Regions from separate parts of the Mus musculus genome. Here region 2 is linked to region 1. The links are chromatin contacts, called in public HiChIP or PLAC-seq maps. All regions are on one chromosome and are shown on one strand. The core of a region is the stretch at or near the end of the contact, and the rest is flanking DNA. Distances in the headings are between cores, read along the strand shown. Region 1 overlaps Prrx2 (paired related homeobox 2). Region 2 holds the start of Ntmt1 (N-terminal Xaa-Pro-Lys N-methyltransferase 1).

The links. HiChIP or PLAC-seq counts read pairs in DNA pulled down with a chosen protein or histone mark.
Region 2: an H3K27ac HiChIP or PLAC-seq map of embryonic stem cells shows a contact between it and region 1, with 6 read pairs. The contact joins the promoter of Ntmt1 here to the enhancer-like site in region 1. A contact is called at or near these places in 2 of 39 promoter capture datasets (the SN4741 cell line and frontonasal cranial neural crest), 1 of 484 Hi-C or Micro-C datasets (nephron progenitors), 4 of 115 datasets of contacts at active chromatin or transcription factors (embryonic stem cells and pancreatic cancer cells) and 2 of 9 other capture datasets (adipose tissue and pancreatic islet).

What each region holds. Positions count from the first base shown.
Region 1 is chr2:30,863,170-30,868,600 of GRCm38.p6, reverse strand. All of the region lies in intron 1 of Prrx2 (paired related homeobox 2), which reads right to left. Among named protein-coding and RNA genes, the nearest start is that of Prrx2, 21 kb to the right of the region's middle. Within about 2 kb of position 3,335, at least 100 of the 459 cell types and tissues checked have an H3K27ac peak or open chromatin away from gene starts, as enhancers often do. A contact at or near this core is called in the SN4741 cell line, embryonic stem cells, nephron progenitors and 1 more, where this site is marked.
Region 2 is chr2:30,806,242-30,811,654 of GRCm38.p6, reverse strand. Ntmt1 (N-terminal Xaa-Pro-Lys N-methyltransferase 1) reads right to left here and starts at 3,687. Exons shown (of 4, transcript NM_170592.3): 1 at 3,572-3,687.

The DNA of each region.
Region 1 (5,431 bases), core at 2,086-4,585:
TTGTCTCCTAGGAGTATTTGCTGCTCTCCCAGAGAACCAGACATTGGTTCCTAGCACCCATTGGCAACTTATAGCTCCAGGGATCCCATGCTCTCTTCTGGTCTCTTTGCTTTTTACTGGGGCCAGAGGGATGGCTCAGCAGTTAAGAGCACTTGTTACTCCTGTTTGCAGAAAACCTGGGTTCGATTCTCTGCACCTACATGGTGTCTCGAAACCATTCTCCAGTTTCCAGGAGATTCAGCACCACGCTCTGGCCATCAAGAGTGCACATGGACATACATACATGTAGGCAAAATATTCACACGTAAAATGAATAAACCTAATACATTTTAATTAGTTAATTATTAATTGAAAACAAAGACTGCAAACCTCATTCCTCTGCTTCAGAACAGGCCATGTCTCACGGCCTTAGCAGCCACCTGTGGCTAGGTCCATACAGGATCGAGAAAGAAGTTTCCGTTATTACAGAAAGCAACAGAGAGGGGCTCTAGAGACCAAATTTTCTTTTTAAAGAAGAAACAATGACTGACAATGGTGGCTCCTCTCTATACATCGCTCGCCACAGTAAATACTTATTTGCTTCATATGCTTCCTGTCCTGTGTCCCTTGCCACACAGCTAACATGAATCTTCTTACCGCATATGTGAGGATTACCGCCCCCCCCCCCCCCCGCCACCGCCACTGCCCTGTAGCCACGCAGTGGGTACCACATGTCAAGTTCAATGGCTGCATTCAAGACCTGGCTTTGCTGCTAGCTCTCTTTTCTGAGCCACAGGCTCCTTACTAGGGATGGGGACCATGGTCTCTAGGGCGTGCTCACAGGCCTGGGACCGAGGAGTGCATGTGTCTTACTCTGTCAACTTTTATCTTAACATCTCATGGAGTTGGTTCAAGGTGACAAGGAGGACATCAGACTTCTCAAAGCAAGTGGCGTGGAGCTAGGCTGACCCAGGTTCCTTACACAATCCCCACCCCACCCCTGCCAGGTGTCCTAGCCTCTTCACAGTCCCTGCCATCAATGACATCATTTCGCAGTGGAGACGCCATATTGGCTTAACCAGTGCATCCCTCTCCATGGACACTTAGGTTGTTTCCAGATTTTTCTCTTGTGTAAAAGGAAAAGCATTCCATCGCTTCTTCCTTCCGCTGGCTTGTCAAGACCAACTGTCTGATTGAAGGCCTTCCACCCACATCCCCACCTCCAGCCTTTTCTCATGGCCAGCTGTTCAGGATGAGCTAGCCCACAGAAGTCTGAGGAGGCGTCACCAAGCTCACTGGAGAGAAATGCTGGATACTTGGGCTAAGCTGTGGGGTTCAAATCCCAGATTTACTCCCTGCTGGAAGACCAGGAGTGAGTGTCCTGAGCTTCAGCCTAGCAAAGAGGACAGCAGGAATCCCTCCACCCACCCCCCAATACAAGGGGATGGATTAATATATACTTGCTGTTCTTAAAACAGTGTCTGTGTCAGAGAACTCTCTGGTTAGCATATTTATTTATCTGAAGGTGTTGTTGAACCCATTCAAATGCCACTGTTCCTTCAAGTTAAATTGCCACCATCTTACAAGTGACTAGGCTAGGCTTGTTGGCCGTTGACAGTGCCTCACAGGAGGAGTAAGGTCACTGGACCCTCACCTGAATGGTCCAGTCTATCGTCCCAGACATTTGTATGCAATTTTGCAGTAATAGCACATGGCCCTGGGGCAGGGGCTCCAAAAGGTCAGAGAGTACATAGATTGGAGGAGGTTAAGTGTGTGTGTGTCCTCTATCTATGAAGCTTTGGGAAGTCATCATCATTACTGCGTGAAGACTTTCCAGTGTGGCTGCTTTAGGGTCCTCGGCACTCCCATAAGCAGCCTCTCATGCATGCTCTGTAAGTAAGCCCAATACACTCATTGCCTCCCCACGGTGAACTTTGGTTTGACAATCTTATAAGGAAGGGGTGGGTGTTGCTTAAGTCTCCCCAAGAAAGACATTCCAGAAACACCCACATTTGCCATGTCTTAGGCAAGTTACTTTAACTGCCCTCTCTAAATGGCTGTTTCTAACTTGGAATTTGCAGAGAAAAGGGTGCCAGGAACACAGAGGTCTCGCTCCTAGGTATCTCTTAGCATCTCAGAGATCAGCTCCCTCCTTCCTATGATACTTCATGGCGAAAGGAGTAGAAATGCAGGAACACACACACAAAGGAGTGGAAATGCAGGAACACACACATGCATACATGTGCATGTTCACACACATATATGCACAAACACACATGTGCACACAGACACATGCATGCATGTGCATGCTCATGCACATACATGCACATACACACATGCACACATGGACACTCACACACACACACACATGCACATACACAGGGCAAGTCCACCAGCTTCACTGATTTTCTGAAGTTTGATGCTAAGCACCTAGTCCCCAGAGCCTTCAGGCACAAATTGGATTCTATCTCTAAACCATTGTTCCCTCTCTGCCTCCACCCCTGTTCTTTGGATCTCAGTTTCTCTGAGAAGTGGGCTTATGAGTCGTCCTCTAAGGTTTTGGAAGAGGTTTAGGGGTTGCTGGAGTTCTTGGAGTTTGGACTGTCCCCAGCCCTGGCTACTTGGCCTCTGCAAACGCCTGGGGTGTCTCCACCCAACAGCATCAAGAAGCAATTGGTTTGGTCTGGAGAGATGGCTCAGTGGTTAAGAGCACTGACTGCTCTTCCAGAGGTCCTGAGTTCAATTCCCAGTAACCACATGGTGGCTCACAGCCATCTGTAATGGCCCTCTTCTGGTGTGTGGACAAATAAATAAATAAATAAATAAATAAATAAATAAATAAATAAATAAAAAAGCAATTGGCTTGTTGGGTAGGGATAGGCAGCCCTCCTTTCTCTCCTACATCAGAACCAGGGAGCTTGGAGTCTCCTCAGAGCTGGACCACTCTTTCCCAACCACTCAACAGAAAGGATGCAAACCACACCCACTTCCCTCCCCTAAGAACAAGGCAAGCACCTCTTCAGGAGCCAACCTGGGCTAGCCTGGCCTCCCCGGAGATGGGTTTTACCCACATTGTTTTCTTCTCTCCTCTACCAACCTAGGACATAGTAGGTCACACTTGGAAGCCCAGAGACCATCGCAAAGCTGGAATGGGGACATCAGAGTTGGGGCTGCAGGTGTGTCGCTGGGCCAGGCCTCAATGAGATCCCTTGTTCTGGTCTGGTGGATGACAGACAAGCCCATGGCAGAATCGGGGTTTCAAAGCCGCACCCCCTTTTCTCCTCCCCTTCCCAACTGGCAGCCCCTAAGATGACTCAGCTTTAAAACAGCTTATGCAGGATTTAAGCAAACAAACTCTGGGGGCGGGAGGGTCCTCAGCACGCAAGGAGCAGGAACGGCTGAGGGCTGGCTTTTGGGATGCCCCTTCTCTCAGCCGGTCCCGAGTCCTGTTCTCGTCACTCCGGCCTGGGGTCGCAGGACCCCGGGGACCGCGCCCTCAGACGCCTGCCATGTGTGCGCCAGGCCGAGCGTGCGAGCCGCCGGGGCGGCCAGGGCGGCGCCGCCACATCTGGTTCCAGGCGCGGCCCTGGCGCCGGCCTCGCCGCAGCCCCGCGGCCCAGACACCGTTAACAGCCTGGCGCGCCCTGCCCTGTCGCATCCCGGGTACTACCGTCACCATCCCCATCCCCCACCACGGCCCAGGAAGGGAAACTGAGGCTGGGAGGTCCTATGGAGAAATGGCACAGCAGAGAAGGCACTGGGCTAGACCCCATCCTCGGCTGTAAGACACCCTGTCACCCCAAAGTAGCAGTCATGCAGCCCCTCCTTCTCCGGGACCCTTAGACCTTGCGCCTAGAGGATGTGAGGTTTTGTGGGATGCTCCAGGATCGTGGGTGACCAAACTCCATCCATTCGCCAGCAGAGCTCCAGAGAACAACCAGGTTCTTTGGTGTGCCTGAGAGCTGCCCTGCCCTACAAAGGCCTTTCTGGGCATCAAAGGAAGAGCCTAGTTGGTCTGTAGACGAGACTATGATCTTTAGGGGCAGTCTGTCACACTCCAGTATCTGGTGATAGATTGCAGTTAGCTACAACGGGCTACTGAGTGGCAGTCCTGGCACCTCTGGCTGCTCACAACGACACATATGTGCTTGCACACTGCGAGGGCTTCTTGTCTCTGGCTCCTGCAGTTTTTCTACAGAGGGGCTTTCTAAGGAGGTGGGGCCACATCAAAGCCAGCACTCACCTTTTTCTGAGCTGCACACTGGCAGAACAGAAGAACCCGGCCCCATTCATTCACCCCCAAACCCACTTGGGAGACTTGCTCACCCAGGAATGAGAAAGTCTGGATTGTAGAACAAAACCAATTTGCAGACTTGTGAGGAGGGAAGGTGCTCTCCCATGGGAGGTTAATGCCCTGCCCTGAGACCCGTACAGACAGTTTTACTCTCAGTTAATCCACCTGCAGGGGATGGGCGGGTCAGGAGTCACGTTCTCTTGACCACTATTCTAAGAAGTGGAAGTGGGAGGGGGCATGGAGGGTGTGTGTGTGTCTGTATGTGAAAGAGAGACAGAGACAAAGAGACAGAGACTAAGAGACAGAGAGACAGAGACAAAGAGACAGAGACAGGCTGGGGCTGGGGCAGCTGGCCATCAGGGACCATTCATCAACTTATCTGTCACCTCCTCATCCTGGCTCTCCAGAAAGGCCACTTTATGTGGTTTCTGGTGACCGAACTCAAGTGGCCAAGTTTGTGCGGCAAATACTTTACCGCTCTGTACGGTAGAGGGCCTGTGGCAGATTCTGACCACTGACCCTTGTCACCTTGGCTAACTTCCACAACATGCCTCTCAGACGGGAAGCTCTTAAGGGTGTGCAGATCGCGGATGTCCTTTCTGAACTGAAAGGCTGAGAGCGCCCTTGAGACTTACAGAGTGACCTTGGGCTCTCATGAGCTCTGGCCTGAGCTGAGCTGGGCCTGACCACCTGCCTGGAGAGTGTAGAATATCTCTGCGCTGCTGGTCACCCCAAAAGCTTCACTGTGGGTGCTGAAGTTCTACCTTAGACCTCTCTGAGCTAGCCTAGATACACTCCCATCACCGCCCCCAACACACACACACACACACACACACACACACACACACACAAGGTGAGGCATTTGATGAAACACCCTCAATTTAATTCCCAGAACCCATGGTAGAAAGCTAAATCAGTCCTCCTTTGACTTCCATACGTATACAAATGCCCACTGTCTGTTTGTCTGTCTGTCTGTCTCTCTCACACACAAGCATGCAATAATAGCAAATTTTAAATAAAATTTAAGAAACACTTTTTTTTAAACAAAATTCAATGGTAATCGGGGCCGGGGAGACGGCTCCACAGGTAAGACTGTTTACTGCACAAGTGTGACCGTGTCAGTTCAATCCTTAGAATTTACACTAAGAAAACAAAAAC
Region 2 (5,413 bases), core at 2,438-4,937, 57 kb after region 1:
AAAATTCAGAATGAAGGCCTGTCCCAAGAGTGGGTTCCGACCTGCCCCGTTCTGTCAGAACCACCAGTGGGATCAAGTCCCTTTCAGGTGGGACCCTCAAGTCTACTTCAAGTGGGTCACAATGACGAGGGTTCCACTGGTGTCTGCCTGAACCACCTGTGGCCTCTAGTAATTGGCTTAAGCTACTGACAAACTCAGACTGTCTGGACATACAGGAACACAGACAACTGGGACACAGAGTACTCATGTACCAGCCAGTGGTCAAACATTCAATGTGACAAGGGTGTCAGGGGTGCTTCCTGGCCCACGCACCAAAAATGTTAAGTCTAAAAGTGCTGCTCGGAGACCACCACTCACATATGCGATTGGCAAGTGTTTTTATTTCAAGAAAGCAAGAAGTCTGCATGCAGAGATAGGCCATACCAGACAAAGGTGTGCAGGCCATTTTATAGGGAACTAGGGAATTTTGGCTAGGGTTAGGTAATCTAAAATTTCCCTGGTGGGTGCCAGGGGATGTTACATGGGTCAGTTTCTGATTTGCTTGTGTCCAGGTGGTCAGTGGACTATACTGAGTCTAACCACAGAATCAGAGATACCCACACCATCTAAGGCTGCCCAGCACAGCATCCTGAGATATGGTACTTCCCCATCCTTTTGGTTCTCTCCAGGCTGTTCTTTGCATGGGGTATTTTATGGTCTGTTCCTGGAGCTGGTGAATTATGGCCTAGTTCCTGGGACTGATGACTTAGGGGCGTGTATGGCTAGTTCCAAGAACAGAGCCTTCCCTTTTGAAGTCAGGCCTGGTCCTACAATGAGATCATCCTCTCAACAGTAGGGTAGGCCGGATCGGAGCCTGGCTCTGCTTACCAGCTGTGCAAGCTCAGATAGGGCCCTTAGCGGGTACAGTGTGTTCCATGCCTATATCGCTAGCACTCAGGAGGCTGAGGCAAGAGGATCAGGAGATCAAAACCAGCCTGATTCAAGAAACCAAACACAGTTCAGTTGGCAGTGTTTGCCTAAGATGCACAAAAGCCTGGGTTCAAGCCTCAGGACCCCCAAAACTGAACATGGTGCGCACGCCTGTAATCCCAGCACTTCAAAGGCTGAAGCAGGTAGGTCAGGAGTTCAAAATCATCCTTGGCTACAAAGTGACTTTGAGGCTAGCCTAGACTACATGAAATATTGTATCAAAAAATAAAAGAAGAAACAACTTGGGCTGCAGATCCAGGGCCCTCACCTCCACCTCTCAAAATAAATGACTAAATAACAAGCAAGATACTCTGCTATAAATTATTCTTAATATAAATATAAACGGCAAATTTAAATGGCCTGTATTTCTTTACCTTATGCTAGTCCCCAATAACTACACAAGAAAGCCAAGATTTATTTAAGTCCGCATCTCAATAACTGAACAATCAGATGGTCTCCCTTAGCCTTCTATGGTAATCTAGCCACCTCCCAGACACAGCCCGTGTGAGCTCTCTCCAGACCCTTTCTTCATAGCTCCAAATTCCCCATCCTCCCTGATGATCTCCGAATCTCCCTCTCCTATCTCCTTCCTCTGGTTGGCAGATGAACGGCCCTCTTCCCTATTCTGCCCAGGTATTGGTGAGATCAGCATTGACAAAACAGAGAATAAATGGTAAAAAAAAAAACTGTTTACATAGACTTAAGACCAGAGATTCTTATCCACATCTAAAAAAAGATAACTAAGGCAGAGAAATCAGCATTTGAATTACACAGCGTATAAACACAGTCTGCCTACCCATTGTGCCTGTCCTCCTCTTTTCACTCTGAGACCATGGCTGGTCTGAAACTCACCCTGAACTTCATAGAGAAGCTGTAGTTATTAAACAAGCCTGAGAAGCCCCAGGCTCCACTGTGGAAGGCACATACTCTCTTGAGCGTACAGTTCTCCACTGTCAGAGACGTTTGGTGAGATGGTTCAGCTGTTAGAGCGAGCACTGCCTGCTCTTCTCAGCATCTCACAGTGGAAAAGCTCCAAACCAGCAATCACTGCGGTTCCTGGTGATCTGATGCCTTCCCTTTGCCTTCCTGGGCCCTGCCCCCATAGACAGATAATCAAATATAAAAATAATTTAAAAAAAAAAAGCCTTAAACACGGAGGCTGGAGACAAGCTCCAGTCAAGAACACCAGCTGCTCTTCCAGAGGTCCTGAGTTCAATTCCCAGCAACCACATGGTAGCTCACAACCATCTGTAATGGGATCTGATGCCCTCTTCTGGAGTGTCTGAAGACATCAAAAGTATACTTGCATACATATAACAAATTTTTTTTTTTTTTTTTTTTGGTTTTTTGAGACAGAATTTCTCTGTGTAGCCCTGGCTGTCCTGGAACTCACTCTGTAGACCAGGCTGGCCTTGAACTCAGAAATCCGCCTGCCTCTGCCTCCCAAGTGCTGGGATTAAAGGTGTGCAGCACCACTGCCCGGCAATAAATAAATCTTTAAAAAAAATCTTAAAACACAATTTTTCTCTCTGTCTTTCTGTCTGGTTTTTGAAATAGGGTTTCTCTGTGTAGCCTTGACTGTCCTAGAACTCATTCTGTAGACCAGGTTGGCCTCAAACCCAGAGATCCACCTGCCTCTGCCTCCTGGATGCTGGGATTAGAGGCGTGTGCCACCTCTGCCTAGTTCAAACATAGTTAAAAAGATCAAGTAAGGAAAACGTGTTAAAACCTCCAAATCACACAGACCCTGGTAAAGCTGGAGCCCACCTATGAGATCATGTGGCCTTTGGTCAGTCCAGAAGATGCAAACACAAGCTCCGGGTACACCCAGAACCACACACCTGCAGACTCTGACCTTTTGATTATGTGGCTCTGGCCTTCAGGAAAGCATCCCCCCTCCCCCCAACACACACACAAGCACACACACAGGAAAGCCAGCTTAAGGAAACGATGTGCCTTAAAACAGCACTTGGGAAAGGACCAAAAGTTAGGAGAGGATTTAGGCTTCTCACTTAGACCCCAGTCACTGAGTGCCCCACCCCATACATCATTGTCATCAGTTACAGCACCTGTCCTAGGCCCTTATCAAAAGGATTAAAGACCAAAATGATCACACAGTTGGTGGAGCAGCAAAGCCTGGAGCATCTGGAAAAGATGGCAGGCAGCCTTGCAGAAGAGAGGCTGACCTTGGCCTCAAGGGCTCATGACAGTAACGATGTTGGCCAGAGCTGGAGGCAGTTAAACGTGATGGCAACCCGTGCAACCAAGCACTTAACTGCGAGGACTTGAGCCAAGCACGGCGCCGATTCCACACACCAACCTTGCAGTGGCTGCTTTCCTTATCTCAGAGGGGAAACTGAGGACTGGAAAGTGATGTACGGGCGCGAGTGAAGATACGTCTTGCCAGCCTCCACCAACGTGGCTTCCTCCAACCCAATCCGTGGTCACCAGAGTCCCTGCCCAGGTCTGATCGGTGAACCTCCATGGGACGTGCACGTGGGCCAGGGCCAGGCCCAGGTCACTTGACGACGGGGCCTCACCGCTTCAGGCAGTTGGGGTGAGCACCTCCCTCCTCCCTGGCCGCGTCCCTCGCGATACTTACCTGGGTCGGGGCTCCAGGGACCCGAGAGAAAAGGACGGGTTGAGAAGGAGGCTGGCAAAGACCGTAGCCCACAGCAGCCGCCACCACTCTACCGGACCAGACACCTCGCGGCCTCTGCCTTTGTCCGCACACGTCACTTCCCCGAGCCTGGAGGGGGCTGGACTCAAGATCGCTCCGCCCCGAGGCCAGTTCACTCCGCCCCAAGACTAGCTCATCCCTCTCCACAGACAGATAGCCCCTCCCCAGGGCCAGATCGCCGCGTCCCACAGGCAGCTCACGTCCAGATCGTCCCTCCCCCACAGCCAACTCCGCCCTCTCCAGGGCCTGCTCACACCTCTCCACGCCCCCACAGCCAACCCCGCTCCACGGCCTGCTCACTCGACACGCCCAGAACTTCTCTCCGCGCGACTAACTCGCCCCTCCCCACGCCCAGCTCGCCCAAACACAAGACCAGCTAGTTCCGCCCCACGGCCAATTCGCCCCTCCCCATCGCTACCTCGCTTGTCCCCGAGGCCAGTTCACCCCGCCCCCTGGCCAGATCGCCGCACTCCAAGGTTTGATCGCCCTATTCTTCGGCCAGATCGCCTTTTCCTTCGGGATCCTAACCCAGTTTTTTGCCTACGCGCAGGGACTTCATGATGAAGGATCCACAGCTGATATCTCACACACTTGAGGGTGTAGCTCTTTTAAGACAAGAGTCCAACTGAGTTCTGGCCGTAAACTTCAGGATCCTTCTGCATCATCGACGTGGTTGCTGGGGTTACAGGCACGCGCCTCCATGCGCCACAAGGCTGGATTCTTAAAAACCAACATCATGAGAGTTTTCCACCCTAAAAGGAGAATTAAGCCGGGCGTTGTTGGCGCACGCCTTTAATCTCAGCACTCGGGAGGCAGAGGCAGGCGGATTTCGAGGCCAACCTGGTCTACAAAGTGAGTTCCAGGACAGCCAGGGCTATACAGAGAAACCCTGTCGGGGGGGGGGGGGGAGGAGGATTAAAAGCCATTGTTGCTCAAATCCACCCATGCCCACTAGTATATTAAAATAATATATCAACCCAGGAAAGAGAACAGGAAAGAAAGGCTTTGACAGAGGTAAGGATTGCCAGGCCAAATAAAGCAGAAATCTAGAAGTTTGCCCTCCTGAGGACCGCCCTTCCCTATCCACTCAGACAATCTGCACCGGGTCTTGAAGGAAAGATGAGCTTGCTGCATGCAAACCCCCTCTAACCGCCTCGGAGTTCTAAGTTGCCTCTTCTAACTGGTGGATGTAATGATTCAGCTACAATACTCTGAGGGTTAAATTTGTGGGATTTGCGAGTTTAGGCTAGAGTCTAGTGGGGCTTGCAGGCAATGAAGGTTATCATAATAAGTATTTTTGCCTTAAGCTCACCTCTGTTGGCTGACACACCGGCTGTTAGACATACTTGTCATGCCTCCTGGGCTCTGCATTACAGTAGGTGCTTAAAGTTGTGTTTTGCTTTTACTTATTCTTTTTTTTTTTTTTTTCCTTTTCTGGATCAGTGCCTTGCTAGGTAACCCAGGATGGCCTGAAACTCACAGTGATCCTCCTGCCTTTGAAATGCTGGGATTGAAAGAATGCACTACCACACCTAATGTGTATTTACACATTAATACTGAAAGCAATAGAGGCTTAGGAGGCGGAAAAATCCTACCCCCAATTGAGTCCCCACCCCAAATCTGTGCACCTAATAGTTGATAGCTACTCTGGGTTATTCTAGGTATTACCTGGTTTCAATAGTTCAAAGAGCTATTCACCACCCCAAAGTGGTGAATACTTGTAATCCCAGCACCTGGGAAGTGGAGGCCGGAAGACAAGGAATT